Linked DNA regions of Triticum aestivum: all the other regions are linked to region 3. The links are chromatin contacts, called in public Hi-C maps. All regions are on one chromosome and are shown on one strand. The core of a region is the stretch at or near the end of the contact, and the rest is flanking DNA. Distances in the headings are between cores, read along the strand shown. Region 1 holds the start of LOC123157835 (4-formylbenzenesulfonate dehydrogenase TsaC1/TsaC2). Region 2 holds the start of LOC123159075. Region 3 holds the start of LOC123156406 (tonoplast dicarboxylate transporter).

Region 1 (4,900 bases), core at 2,341-4,840, 850 kb after region 3:
AGTGTTCGTGCACTAGCTTGGCTTTGTCACTATGGTTTGTGGCCTGCCTGCCTGCGGCTTCGATGTAGTGGATATGATTTTTCCTCCTCCTGGAAATGATCTTTGCCTGGAAGAAAGCCGTGCGAGCATCACCCGCTTTCAGCCAGGTGGTCCGTGCTGCTTGTCGCTTTCTGATGCGCTCGAGCATTGCTAGCCCGACAATCTCCAGTTTTAGCGTCTTCCTTAGCCAAAATTCACTGGGAGTGAGCTGACGCTTTTCTTGTGCTACATCCAGCCGAAGAACAACTTCAGAAGCAATGTGGAACTGGAGTTTGGAGTTGTTGAACATGCTCTTGGCCCAGATCCTTAAGTCAGCCGCGGTTCTCTTGAGTTTGATTTTCATCCTGGTAAAAGGGCAGTTGTGATTCACTGGCTTTTGCCATGCCCTGGCCACCATCTGCTGAAAGTGAGGGAATTTGGGCCAAAAAGATTCAAATCTGAACATGGCCTTGCGGGGTGGTGCCGCGGCGTCTGTCAAAAGCAGAGGGCAATGATCTGAGCAGGAGGTGGATGCAGCCATGAGAATGTGCGATGGGAAAGAGGCTTCCCATTCTTGGTTGCAGAAGACTTTTTCGATCGCGACAAAGGTTGGGATCTCCCTCTCGTTGCTCCAGGTGAAGCGCCTGTTTTTGCACTTGATCTCTTTCAGGCTTATCCTGTCAATGGCGCCTCTGAATCTGCCCATAATTCTCTTGTTCAGGTTGTGATTGCTTTTGTCCCTTGCCTCATAGATGATGTTGAAATCACCATTGATCAGCCATGGCTCTCCGTGGGGCGGTCCAATTCTGATCATCTCATCGAGGAACTCATCTTTTCTTGCTTCGTCGGCGGGGCCATACACTATTGTTAACCAGAAGGAGGAGTTGCAGTGGAGCTGGAGGACACTGGCGGTGATGGAGAATTGCCCCACTGAGTGCGTGGCCACAGCGACCTTGGTGGAATCCCAGAAGATGGAGCCCGGCCGCGTGTACCCACGGTCGGGAGCACGGCGCAGTTATCCAGCCGGACGCCACCAATCTCCCTGACGATGCCCTGTGTCCACATGTCTATCTTGGTCTCTTGTAGACAAAGGAGAGCGAGGTTGTGAGCGTTGGTTGTCTCGCAAATGGTTGCTCTCTTTGCCGGCAAGTTCAGGCCCCGAACATTCTAGTTCATGATGGAGATGGTTGTGTTACTCATAACACCTTCGAAAATGCTCCGACAACAAACCAAATTCTATTACTAAAGATAGCATTCTAGTAAAATATCGGTTATTGCGCCCACTAGCAAAGCGCGGAAAAATAATTGCACTGACTATAAATAAACAAGACAAATAAGAAAATAAATAAGCAAGCAACTTATGCTAGGCTATTATGGCTATTACACATATTACACCCACTCGGCATCAAATTTTACCACCAGTGCAAATATGGGGAACAAAGCAGCATATTATATACAATGGTTGTCAAAGTTGGCGACCAGTGCAAATAAACGCCGCTGGAAAACAAGTCCAGAACTGAAACCACTGTACAAGAGCTCAAGAAACAATATCCTGGGTATCCACCATGCTAGGAAGACGCTTAGCAAGCTTATTAGCTTTCTCTTGTTTGGCGCTTAAATCCTTCAACGCTTGCTGTTGCACCAGAAAATATGCATATGAATTCTGCAGGGACTTCCTCAGTCCTTCAGCTTCCTGCCGTAGCACATCTGATCCTAAAGGGGATCGGCGTTCGCAAATTAAAGGGATCCGCGATGGCAAGGGGATTGGCAGCGTCAAATTGTTCTCGTTGACGTAGCGCCGTGATTGGCGGCGGCGAAGGGAGCCGCTGGGGCGTGGTTCTCGTCCTCGTCCTCATAGCGAGACGATCGAGGGCACTCTGGAGGCCTCGCTCCTTATTTGCGATGGCTCCCGTTGAGGTAGCGCAGGGATCGACGGCAGCTTGATGCGAGTGCGAGGGCGGCGACGAAGGGATCGGCGGGGCGTGGTTCTCATACTCCTAGCGAGACGATCGAGGGCACTCTGGAGGCCGCGCTCCCTCGTTCGTGCGAGTCCTCGACGATATTTTTTCGTTGTTTTTTTTTGTCCGCTTTTTTGACGTGCGAGGGGGCTACCTAGAGGCATCGCTCCTTCGTAATGTGGTTTTGGTTGGATTTTTTTTTTTTGGACGGGATCATTACCTGCGGGGGAACTAGGAGGTGGGAGGAGAGACGAAAATAAACCAGACGAAGGTGGGAGGTAGTGGAACAAAAAATACCGTGGAACAGAGATTATCAATTCGTCCGTTAGGAGTAGAGATAACCAAAAATGAAACTCTGAGTATACATACGCAATGTCACGAATCTTGTTACAGATCGTCGGCTCACAATCCGCGTGCTCTCGCGCCCTGCGTGCCCTAAATCATCTCTCATGTTGCCATGTTTAATGCAGCACAGTAGTAACATGCACATGATTTTGGATATATTATAAACACGTATGCATCGTTCCAATCTTTGATCCCCAGAAAAAAGTACGGTGCAGGTTCCAAACAGGCCCCATATATTTACACTTTCATGTGGCTACATCATTATAAAGAAATGTTCCAAAGCTTAGCCACCTCTTTTGCATATGAGCTTTGGCAAAGAGTGATCTCATTATCTTTGCCCTGTTAGCAATTTAAGAGAGGTGCCACTAGCAGAGAAATGTTCGTTCGTTTTTTCTTTTGTTTGAGAAAATAATGCTCGTTCGTTCGTGCACACACCCAGGTGCATGCATGCACACACCGTGGCTTAGCCTGGGGTGCGGCGCACGAAAGAGATGCATGCATGACGCACCATGCACCATGCGTCGACGTCGCATTGGTGCGATACGGATGAACGTACCGTTCATTCAGCTTCAGGACGAGGACGTTTCCGGATCAGTGGCCTCGTGTTTGCATGGATTAGTTTAGTTTAACACAAGTTTTTTGTTTTTTGAGGCAAAGTTTAACCCAAGTTTACTCCCCTTGGATCCTGAATTCCTAGTCTCTGGCCCTCTTTATTCCGGGCCCACGGATCACATGAGCATTGAGACCCACCTGTCCGGTTGTGTCCCGGTTTCAAGTCACCCCGTGACCCGGTCCACCGCCGCATTGACGTCGCTGCCCCCTAGTTACTGGTCAAATCTCTATTCCTAATGTCTCAGTTGGTAGGTCGCTTTTCGGGTTTTATTTCATCCCATCATTTTCGTCTGATTTTTTTTCGTTGGTTTTTTTTCGTCGGTTTTTTCGTCCCCTCCCACCCCCTCCCCACCCCACCGGTCTCCCTCCCTCCCTCGAACCCTAGCTTCCCCTCGTCTCCCTGCCTCCAGCCGCACCCGCCGCCGGACCCCAATCCTCGATCTGACCCCCCCCCCCTCATGCCCTCTCCATCCTCCTCCTCAAGACGTCACCATCGCCTCCGTTCGTCTTCTCCCGCGCCGGCGCCGTCGAGGCCAAGTCGTTCCACTTCCCGCTCTGGCAGGTCTGCGCGGCCGCGTGCGGGGCGTTCGTCTTCTCCCGCGCCGATGTCGTCGAGGCCGAGGCGTTCGACTTCCCGGCCTGCTGTGGCTGGGTAATTCTTGTCTTGCTATAACTCTTCACGTGCAGAGAAGGGAAGAAGAAGGGGAAAGGGGGTGGCCGCCTACACCGCCTACGCGAAGCAGGTGCTGCTCGCCTGCAACGGCGGCGGCGACGCCGTCTCGCGGGGGGTCGCCGTTGGCCTCGCCAGGCACGGCTGCAGGTACTCCCTCTCACTTTTCCCCTTCTTCTTCCTGTCGTTGGGTTCTGAATCTAAGCGCGCGCGCACACACAGGCTGGTCCTGGTGGGCGACGAGGGCGCCCTGGCCGCGACGGCGGAGGAGGCGCGGCGCAGCGCGGCCCAAGGGGCGGCGGCCATCGCGGTGGTTGGGCTGGACTTGGCGGCCTGCGACGAGGCAGCCGTCGGCGCCGCGGTGGACGCGGCGTGGCGCTGCTTCGGGGACGGCGGGCTCCACGCCCTTGTCAACTGCTGCTCCTTCGAGGGTATGCACATACTACTGACAGACACTGATACACATGCCCAATTTTCCATCTGACAGAATTTTTTCACACATGCCCAAGCCCGACTAATCACCAACCTAAATGATTGCTCAGTTCTTCTCTGAATATTTCAGTCAGCTTATCATCCAGTAATTTGGTCCATGCATCTGTATTTGGCTACTGTATGAGCAGGGGAAGTGCAAGATTGCCTCAGCGTGACTGAAGATGAGTACAACAAGACCATGAAAGTCAATGTAATCACACCTTGGCTCCTGATAAAGGCGATAGCGAAGCGGTTCCGGGATGCGCAGTCGGGCGGCTCCGTGGTTTGCTTGACCCAGATCATCGGCGCCGAGAGAGGATTGTATCCGGGGGCTGCGGCATACGGCACAAGTTTAGGCGCCGTTCACCAGCTTGTCAGAGTAAGCCTGCTTTCCTGTTACCAAAAAAGCCTGAATGATTGCTCACGGAAATCCTGAATGCATACATGACCATGATGTTCTTCGTTTTTTCAGCTGTCGGCGATGGAGCTCGGCAAGCACAAGATCAGGGTGAACGCCGTCTGCCGCGGCCTCCACCTGGGGGACAAGTTCCCTCTCTCTGTTGGGGAGGAGAAGGCCGAGAAGGCGACCGGGGAGGTGATGCCGCTGCGGCGGTGGCTGGACCCAGACAAGGACCTCGCTTCCACGGTGCTGTACCTGGTCGGCGACGACTCCCGCTTCATGACAGGCACCACCATCTATGTCGACGGCGCACAGTCCATTGTGCGCCCTCGCATGCGTTCCTTCCTGTAGGTAGGTTAGTCATGCTGATCCTGGGGCTGGTTGGCCATGCTTGGATTTCACATTCCATCAGGATGACTCCCTGAT
Region 2 (5,026 bases), core at 243-2,742, 570 kb after region 3:
CAAATAAATGACAATAATAACTTTAGAATATTTTGATCAACAAATGTCATATAATGACCATGATATTACACTAAAATTCACTGAACAAATTTACTTTGCTTGGAGAATCAATCATAACCATTCTCGGTCATTACATGCTTATTTACAATGCATTATATATTATAAAATGCACCAACCATAAACTTTAGTTTTTCTGAACAAGCACACTACCCCAACATTATTAGATGCATAGTGCAGAGCGGAAAAACGCACCACGCAACCATCAACATTTTCCTCAAGTTGGCCTTAGTACATTAGTAGTGATAACATCATAAAGAAATGCCAAAAATGGCATCAACATAAAAATTTACACTCAAATAAAAATTCCAAATTATTTTTTAGAAACTTTAATGAGATTCACATTAATTTCATCATTGAAATGATACTAGAAAGGTGACCAGCATAAAATGGAATCAACATTAATTCAAATTAAATTGTCCAAATTGTTTTTTATTAGTTTTATTTTATTCAGAAAATTTAAACATCATTTAAACATAATTATAGGCAATTTCAAACTTATTAGTGCATAACATTATTAGAAACTTAACAAATGCACTAAAAAATGCATATAAAATGCCTAAAGTACATTATTCGGCCCATAACAACGCACAACTTCTCATTAATAAAACTTTATCATTATTAATATTATTTGGGGCACATAAATTTTCCAAGAAAATTTTCGCACTGGGTCCATTCTGCTCAGAAAAAAGAATGGAAACGAACTTTAGCATGATTTTCATATTTTAGTGCCCAAGCATAATTATGACTCCAAGGAAAAATTCTACACAAAATACCCAGGGTACCCGTTTAAAACCGGCCCATCACATTATTTAGCTAAAAAAAGGCAGAAAACACTCTCTCGGGCCAACATAACTTGGGCTCAAGCCCACAACCAAATTCGGCCGATTCACTGTCCGAATGCCCATCATCCCCGCACCGCGCTCAGCCATTGGATCAAAACCAACGGCTGTGATCGCCCCGAGGGGGAACAAAACAACCAGGCTGGCTGAACCCTAGCCATTTCGTCAGCCTCCCCCGATTTTAACGCAGCGGCGATGCAGAGGAGACCGCAGCGGTGACCCAAGCTCGCCGGCCATGGCGGCGCGGTAGCTGCCCTCGCCGGAGCATCGTGAAAGGATTATGTCCATCGCGCTCCTCCGGCGAGCGTGGCTCCGGCGTCGCACACATGGCAATCCGCGCGGCGGACGGGAGGACCACTTTGCCGTTAGCTTCCCGCGTAAAAACTTCAAAGGGGTGGCGACGTGCGACCCTCGCAAAGCGCGCGCCCACCAGTACGTCGACGGCAGCTCCTTCCCGCGCATCGTCTCGAGGGACGACGGTGTCACGGCGACGACATCCTTGCACAGCGGCGGCCGTGTTAATCCCGGAGGAGGAGGACGCCGTCACGGCCATGAGGCGAGCCCTTCACCTTTCTTCCACTAATTTCAATCATTTTGGGCTCAGATTTGGCGAATTTGGATTACTAGAGCTGTGGTTTCGGTGTTTCTGGGAACAAAATTTGGGGATTTGCCGTTCCATCTTTTCCTGCGCATCTTATTTCCCTCCTAATTTATCAACCAGTGCTAACAATGCTAATCAGAACGTCAACATGATGCGGAAGCATGGCTTAGTTAATCTAACAGAAAATCTAATTAGCACTAACCCAGTGGCAATTCGGAAGAAAAACTTGTATCTCAAATTTAAACAGATATCATTAGGACTTTAATCAATACGAATTAGGGCCTTAATTAATTAGGGAACAACAAGTAGCGGGTTCTAAACAGAGATCAGTAAGCTCAGGATACCATGTTAGAATTAAGTCTTTGGGATTAACGTGAATTGGATCTTGATCTCTAATTAGAACACCTTCTATGAATCAGAAGTTTGATTTGGTAAGTACCTTTGATGGCCGAGGCAAAATCCCTCGCCTGCTTGATGCAGGGTGGAGCCATGGGTGGTGTTGTAGTCTGGAAGGGCAGCAGCACATCTACGATAGATGACAGCAGCAAGCCGCCGGCACTGCCCTCGTGGCGGCCGGCGGTGGACTTGGCCTTCCCATTGCTTCAGCCCATCCATAGATCGGTATGGTTTGAGCGGATTGAGGAGGTTGGATAAAACATATGTGAATTAACCCATCGTAGGTATCTAGGCACCACCCTTTATATGCGCTGGCAACAGGGGACCAAAACCATCTGTCGGTTAGATGTGCCCCCGATCAGGGCAATTCTGTTGGGGTCAAAAGCCACTTACGTTGGTTTGTAGCTGATCCCCTTAACGTTACTTTTTACCCGGTCAGAGCCGAGATCAACCAACACATGGATGTTACAAATAAAAGCAAGGGATTGGGATTCCAGTGTTGCATTTCCAACACCAATAGACTTTTAATACTACACTATGAAAAACATATGTACCATATTTAGAACTGAAACTCTTATAGTAGATTGTATATATTTTCCTATGGAGTGCCTTTTCTTCTCGTTGCTACATTTGAAAGGAGTTTCAATATATATCAGTTACTATTAAACAATGCAATCAGTTCCAAACAGTGGACATGCATCATACTACCTCTGATCCATAAAAAGTGTTGCAGTTTTGAACTAAACCCAGTTCAAAACTGCGACACCTATTTTGGATCGGAGGGAATAGTAGTTTACAGGAGTAAACTTGCAAATATGACCACTTTGCCTCACTATATAGATGTTGAATCAAGAAATGCTGCAATTCACATGAGCTTAAAATAGATGCTCACCTCCAGGAACAAAGTCAGGTGTGTGTGTGTGTGTATTCTTGTGTATAGTTACAGGAAAAATAACGTGGGCATACCTTTTAGAAAGGAGTGGAGAAAGTGCTTCGATTGCCCTGAGTTGGCATCTAAACAGGGAAAAATGGATGGATAATTTTATATCTAGTAAATAAAAGAACTTTGCAACATTCCTAGACATCTAACATTTATAGACTTTTTAGTCACTATGGCCAATCGCCAAGATATATCATGTTTCACAACCAAGCTTTAGCCAATGCAAACAGAGCATCATTAACATGGGCCGATCCAATAAATAGATTATTTATCTTTTAATAAATATACTTAAGGAGGGCAGCCCAGTTTTTACATTAATGTAATTATCTATGAATGCAGAGATTGATATTTAAAACAATAATGAGGCTAGCCAACTCACCTCCAGAAGGCTCCCCCGATTGGTCCTTCGTTGGCCGTCGGATCTGCTCTTTTCGTCCGTCTGAACCGTTTATCTTCGCAATAGTTAAACTCAGTTTTCACCTCGCAGTCGTTTTCATTGTCCAATGACTTGTGGGCTCGCGCCGCACGCTGGTTGGCTGGGTTACCCGTTTTGAGGTGCAACTGGTTTTGCCCAATCAGCTTCGGCGCCTGCACCCAATCACCCGTGTCTCACCCCACTCCCACCCCAGCCGCCAAACGAACCCTAGCCCTCTTTCTCCTTCCCCTCGATCCCCAGTTCCCCACGATCCTCTCCTAGCCCACAGCCACCAGCCTTGTCTCTCCACTCGCCTCCTCCTTTCCTCTACCATGTCATCGTCAATCCCACCGCCGGCCTTCTCCTCTGCTTGCCTCCTCCGGTCCTCTTCCATGTCGCTGTCGATCCAGATCGGACGTAGGTCATCGTTGTGGTAGAGCAGCGGCGGCGGGTTCTTCGTGGTGCGGGTGGGGATGTAGGGGAGGGGTGGGATGCGGACGTCGGCGAGGAAGGCAAGCAGCAGCGGGGAATGAGTAGGTGAGCGATCCTAGCATGGGGAAGGGGCAGGGTGGGGCCTCGCACACCTGCTAGTGGCCGGCGGGAGCTTGAGCTCGAGATGATGGAGGTGCTAAGGCGGGGCAGGAGAGGACGGCTCGCCGACGAGCTCGAGTTGGAGGCGGTGAGATCTTTTCCTTCATGGCTTCCCACCCGCTGAGCTCGTTGGTCCTCCTCCCTCCCCCGTGCGGCCGGCCTCGTCCTTCGTCGCTCGACTTACCATCGACCCCTGGTACGCCTCCATCCTTCGTCCCTTGCTCCGTGGCCCGGATGTCGAGGGAGGGCGAGAGGCGGTGATATGCAGGGGTGAGGGAGATGGAGGCGGTGACCTGCAGCTCCTATTGAAGGGGCGGAGAAGAGGGGGTGCTCGTGTGAAAGAACAGTTTTAGGTTCTCCCTTTACCTATTTATTTCTTGTCATTGGTCTTGATTTCCTGATATACGATTTATCTAAACACCACAATTTTCCAGATTTGAGAAAGAAGATGAACAGAAGAATCCAATAGAAGATTTGGTGAAGAACAAGGTGACCAACTCTCTCGTGTGAATGTTCGTCTCTCTTTTGTAGAAAATTGGTAGGTGACCTCATATTTGTGTTTCAGGTTACTTGGCTTCTTCTTTCAACCAATCTGTTAAAATTATAGTGCATTTTTTGTGGGGCAGGTTAAAGAGCCCATGTTATTTTGCTTGGCTTATATTCAGAAGGGACAATACAATGCTCTTTGGAGTCAAGTTTTTTTTATAAATGTTGATTGTTGTATTACTATTTATCAATTGAGGCATGATTGTTGTGTGCTCTTCTTGCTGAAGATTATCCTGGTGTTATTTGCTTTGTGAAAAAAGAAAGATACGAATTAATTTGCATTTCTTATCAATCTCTTTTATAATTTTTTATCTATGTAATCTCCTGCATTTGTTAGTAACTTTCGTGGATCATCTGTGCTTGTGCAGATTTTATTTCTGTACGCCTACAAGGTGTTCGATGAAAATCCCAGAAGGCTGGCAGGGGAAGAATGATCTATGTAAGCCATGTTTATTTGGTCTTATGGTTTAGGCGTTTGTCCTGAAAGTTTTGATATGTGTATACAATCATTTTGGAATAGGGTATGATTCTTTTTGGGTTTTTCATTCTATGCATTAGTTCTAAGAATCTTGATATCCGGCTGTGTTGTTGTATATTTGTGAATTTTCGCTTGGGATACATCAATTCAGTCATGTTGG
Region 3 (4,890 bases), core at 1,669-4,168:
TTACATATTCTGTGAAGAACAACTGGCTACTCCAAGTGGAGTGGATAAGGCCTGTCTGTTCTTCACTCATACGATGGATAAGTATAATTTCGCCCCTAATGATTGTGTTCCCTGCCGCTTCCAAATACAACAGGCGTTTATTTTGAAGATGAGGTTCCAGTCTTCAGATGTCAAAATCTAGAATGTGTTTCATCAGCTTGGCTTTCGGATTTCTGTCGTTCTTTGAATTATTGAAGCTTACCTGATAGACATAGTTGCCCATACAAAAATATGTTCACATTGGGCATATTTCGAATACATATATTTACACAGACACACCTTGTACAAAACCGTTTGCTTAATCCTATGCAAAGTTACAAACCATATCCCGAACCAGCAGCAAGGTGCAGTCATGAGTCATGACATGCTGAAACTGATGTTCAACCTCAGTATCCTGCCAGACCAAGGTTGAAAGGTTCCAGAACTTGCATCCATGATCCATGTCCCTAGCTAGGACTTGTTGTCCATGCCAAAAATCACTGACCCTGCATGATCAAATTAACAGTTGAAAAATGTAAGAGAGGCATCATCACTTAGTTACCGATGGACGACTAATTCCTCATGGTGCTTGGTGCAGGAAGCGTTGTTAATTACCTAGTGTTGGTAGCAAGACCGTCAGAGCTGTAACTCCGACGACCTTGAGGGGCAACCCAGTGGCCACCAGATCCTTGATGGTGATGTGGCCAGTGCTGAAGCCGACGACATTCGACGGCGACCCGGTGGGAAACAAGTAGGACAGCTGGGCCCCGATCGCGCCGGAGATCATAAGCAGAGCGGGGTGCACCTCGATGGACTTGGCCAGTTCAGCAAACAGGGGCAGCACCAGCGTGGGGGTCGAGTCGTCGGACATGAACTCGGTGATGACCCCGCTGAAAACGCAGGCCACGGGCACGATCACCAGCGTCGGCGCGCCCTCGAGGAACCTGAGGCCGTCCGAGAGGATGCCGGTCAGGCCGCTGGTCCTGAAGCCGTCGGCGATCGCGAAGCCGGCGCCGAGGAGGAGCACGATGTTCCACTGGAGCTTCCTGCACTTGTTCCAGTCCATGAGCTTCTCGCCCTCCTTCTTCCCGCTCGGGATTATGAACAGCAACGTAGCCATCATGATCTGCGTCGCAAGCGATTTGTTTGCTCCTCCATAATACTGTGGCTCAGCAACTTTATGATTATCTTGCGCACTTACCGTGACTGTTCCATCCCCAACTTGATTGTGGAAGAGGACTCCCCACCCAGGAATGTCATCTGTTAGGTTCCTAGTCATCCACAGCACAATTAGACCCTGCAAAAGTTATCCATTTCTACGAGTTTTTAATGATTAATGGCCAAGTAGCAGGTCCATATTGTGTGACAGAAAGCACACTCTTCTTTGCTAGTTGAAATTTCTATTGGCATATAATAATTGATTGGTAGTAGAATTTACCCCAAACACGGCCAAGACCATCTTCTCCGCGAAAGCCATTGGACCTGTCATAGAAGATGCTAACCCCGTCAGACAACTATGCATCGCCTTGGACAATGTATTTGTGTTTTGAGCTAAAACTGCTGGAACTGAAACTTGGACAAACAACTAGAGAGAGGATATGCCTAAGGGCTTGTTCGGTTGAGGTGGATTTAAAGGGGATTGAGGGGAAATTAATCTCCTACAGGCCAAAATCCCTGCAAATCCCCTCCAATCCACCCGAGGATGGGATTAACCGAACAGAGCCTAAAGGGACAATCAAAGAAGATGAGGCGAGAGAATAAAAAATGGCTAGTGAAGACAATAAAGGAAAGGTACCTAACAAGCTGAGCTCCCTTCTGAGATGGGTTCCGTCGAGGTAGGCAGAGAGCGCCTTTCCGGTGTTGTTGGAGCAGTACATGAAGCAGAGGGTGACCCAGAGCGCCAAGAACATGACCAGCGCCATTGGGAGGCCGAAGCTCATCCACGAGCTGAAGGTGATGGGCTCCTTCTCCGGGAAGTAAGCCGACCACATCCCCACCAGGATGATGTTCACTCCGGTGCCCGTCAGCGTGGCCATCCCGCCCACCGCCGACGCGTACACCACGCCCAGCACCACCGCCTTGGAGAACCGCCGCACCTCCTGCTCCTCCTCCTCCTGGCCGGCGCCGCCCCGCGGGAACCGCTGCAGGATCCCCGTCGCCACCGGCATCATCATCACCGTGCACGCCGTGTTGTGGATCCACATGCTGACGAACGCCGTCGTGCCGGTGATCCCCAGCAGCAGCAGCGACGGCCGCACCGGGTCCCCGCAGAACCGCAGCGTGATCTGCGCAATGCGTGATGATCAGTTTAGGCGCCAAGAATTCTACTCGCTGAGTGCGTGGTGGAAAAGTTTTTTATTAGCGCTTGCGCTTGCGCACGCACTTTGAGAGCGAGGCGGCGGTGGATGTGGTAGCGCTCGATGGCGAGGGCGAGGATGAAGCTTCCGAGGACGAGGGCGATGACGTCGTCCATGTACGCCTTGGCGACGGCGTCGGCGGAGGAGATGCCGAAGGCCGGGAACAGGAAGAGCGGCGCCATGGACGCCACGGCGAGGGGCACGGCGTCCGTCGCCCACCACAGGAACACCCACGCCAGCACGCCCAGCATGTTCCGCGGCGCCGCGCCGTGTGCGCCGCCGAGGTCCACGAGCGCGCATATGGCCGCGCACGCCACGGGCCCCGACGCGATCGCAGGGTACTTGTGCGCGAGCAGAGCCCTCAAGCGCGACGACGCCGTGGTTGTGGCATCGTCGCGATGCACCGGCAGCAGCAGGGACGTCCCCGCGTCCTCCGACGAGCTCCCGCCGAAGCTGCCGGGCTTCTCCATCGCCCTCGTCGTCGTCTTACTGAGGCGTGCGTGTCGTCTGCGGTGTGGCCTTATAGCAAGGCCAAGCTTGAAATGGCGTGACAAGTGGCCAGGATAAATCCCCCATGGATGATTAGGCAACCGGATTAGTTCCGGGCATGGCGAGAACGGTGGGGTCAATCGTTCAGGTGGCCACGGCAGCATGGAGAAGCTGGTGACGCGACGGCCAGGAAATCGGGAGGTGACGAGTCGCGGCCACGTCGCATCCCATGATCGCTCCAGAGTCTGTTTCAGTTGATCATTGCTCGTTCGTAATAATTTGTACTGTGACGAATAAGATCATTGCTCCAGGAGTCGGATAATAAACGTAACAATATTCAGAAAGATTTTGTTGCGGCAACCGAGCGGGAATGCAGTACTGACGAGTGATAACCACCAGTCCAAGAGCAACAAACTGATAAGTGAAAGAAAAATAATGTCGTGCACCCACCAGGCACCCAGGAGCCATAATTTAGATGCTGCTGCGTCACGCGAGGTGAAAACGATACTGTCGACCGCTGAATGGCACAAATATTTTGCCAGTGAAGCGAGCACCCCATACGCGCCACAGGTACGTCTCTCATGGCCCCGACCCGACGAGGTTGATAGGGCATGGTCACGACATCATCATCGACGATCTCGATCTGGATCCACCTGCCAAATGGTGGGTGGGCATCAACTCATGCAACCAATCAGTGTACCCCTCCAAAGAGGGGGGCGGGGGGGATAACCATACATGTATTGGTTACCGGACTACCTGTCACTGTTCAAACCACGTGTCCGAACGAGCAAAATTAGGCCTACAACTACAAGCTCGGCTGGGCCCAAGTCACTCGCTGAAAGGGATGTCGTATCACCGCGTGACCACCCACAAATTCAGAGCAAAACACGTCACTAGCTATTATTCGTGTGTGTCGTGTTAGATTAATTAGTCCGAGGTGCACAATTGATCCATGCGATAACAAGCAATCACACTGGCACTGAGTATCACACCGAGATTTGAGGTTCATCAACATGATTACATCCTGAGGCATGACCATGAGCGCTCCTCCCATGTATAGTCGATGATAAGTCCGCCCAAACCGTCAGACAACGCTTCGACCACCGCGCACAGCAGGTCCGGCAACCCCTCGTGATCTCTTTCTAGCCTATCTGATTATGTTTAGTCTATCTGTCCACTTCACGTTGCGTATATATAATTGGTATGTGTTACATGTGTTCGACTCAAACCAAGGATTCTCTACCCCATGGTGCTAGCAGCAGAGACACGACCTTGTGGAAGGGTTTCAAGAACTGCATCTCCGTCCATTATTTCTTCTTGTTGCTCGGTTGGTTCCACTGCTCTTGATTCTTTTTGGCATGATCAGTGGTTGGATGTTGGAAGGTTAAGACATGTGCTCCCATGTTATATTCGTTTGCTAGAAATCAGTACTGCTCCGTCCAATCCCAGTTCTCCCAAGGCGTTTGGGATGTGCAACTGCACCCAAACCTCTCCCAGACGGCAGTTCATGAACTTCTGGTCTTGAACCAGCTCATTGCGGCCATGGCTCCCGTCAGCTGACATAAAGGTGCAGGCACCCCCTTTGTTACATGTAATAAGGTCAACACAAGCTACTTCTAACGACTGCTCACCTTCCATTGTGTGAAGTGTGCCTTTGAGTTTTGGATCTGGGATACCTTAATACCTTTGAAGCACATGGTTTTTCTTTGGTTGGATTTCTGGCGGTGCCTCAATACAAAAGAGAATATGGTCAGGTAAAGTTGATCGGTGGTTGCCCCAAATGTTGACTGTGATATTTGCCCAGCCTTTGAATCTATCGACCATTTGGTGCTTCGTTACCATACAACCCTCCTCTTTGGAACTTGTTCCTGACTCCTTTGGCATGCTTATCTCCTGACATCATGTATTTTGTGGAGCATGTCGTTCACCAGCTTGCTTTCAAGCGCAAATGGAACATTACTTTTGTTGCTTGTGCCATTGCGCGTTGGCATGCACAGAATGATAGAGTTTTCAATTCTAAATGTTG

The links. A called contact is a pair of places that touch in the nucleus more often than the background predicts.
Region 1: a Hi-C map of leaf shows a contact between it and region 3, with 7 times the contacts expected there. The contact joins the promoter of LOC123157835 here to the promoter of LOC123156406 in region 3. A contact is called at or near these places in 2 of 5 Hi-C or Micro-C datasets (both in leaf).
Region 2: a contact with region 3 is called in a Hi-C map of leaf, with 9 times the contacts expected there. The contact joins the promoter of LOC123159075 here to the promoter of LOC123156406 in region 3. A contact is called at or near these places in 2 of 5 Hi-C or Micro-C datasets (both in leaf) and 1 of 1 datasets of contacts at active chromatin or transcription factors (leaf).

The regions. Positions count from the first base shown.
Region 1 is chr7B:205,670,726-205,675,625 of IWGSC CS RefSeq v2.1, reverse strand. It overlaps LOC123157835 (4-formylbenzenesulfonate dehydrogenase TsaC1/TsaC2), which reads left to right and starts at 3,590. Exons shown (of 6, transcript XM_044576025.1): 1 at 3,590-3,753; 2 at 3,826-4,034; 3 at 4,224-4,453; 4 at 4,547-4,900. The coding sequence starts at 3,590. The coding sequence ends at 4,825.
Region 2 is chr7B:205,947,447-205,952,472 of IWGSC CS RefSeq v2.1, reverse strand. LOC123159075 reads left to right here and starts at 1,492. Exons shown (of 9, transcript XR_006479494.1): 1 at 1,492-4,195; 2 at 4,277-4,331; 3 at 4,757-4,827.
Region 3 is chr7B:206,516,738-206,521,627 of IWGSC CS RefSeq v2.1, reverse strand. It overlaps LOC123156406 (tonoplast dicarboxylate transporter), which reads right to left and starts at 2,918. Exons shown (of 5, transcript XM_044574538.1): 1 at 2,402-2,918; 2 at 1,814-2,303; 3 at 1,457-1,500; 4 at 634-1,315; 5 at 188-524. The coding sequence starts at 2,845. The coding sequence ends at 490. LOC123156407 (a long non-coding RNA gene) reads left to right here. Exons shown (of 5, transcript XR_006478040.1): 5 at 617-854.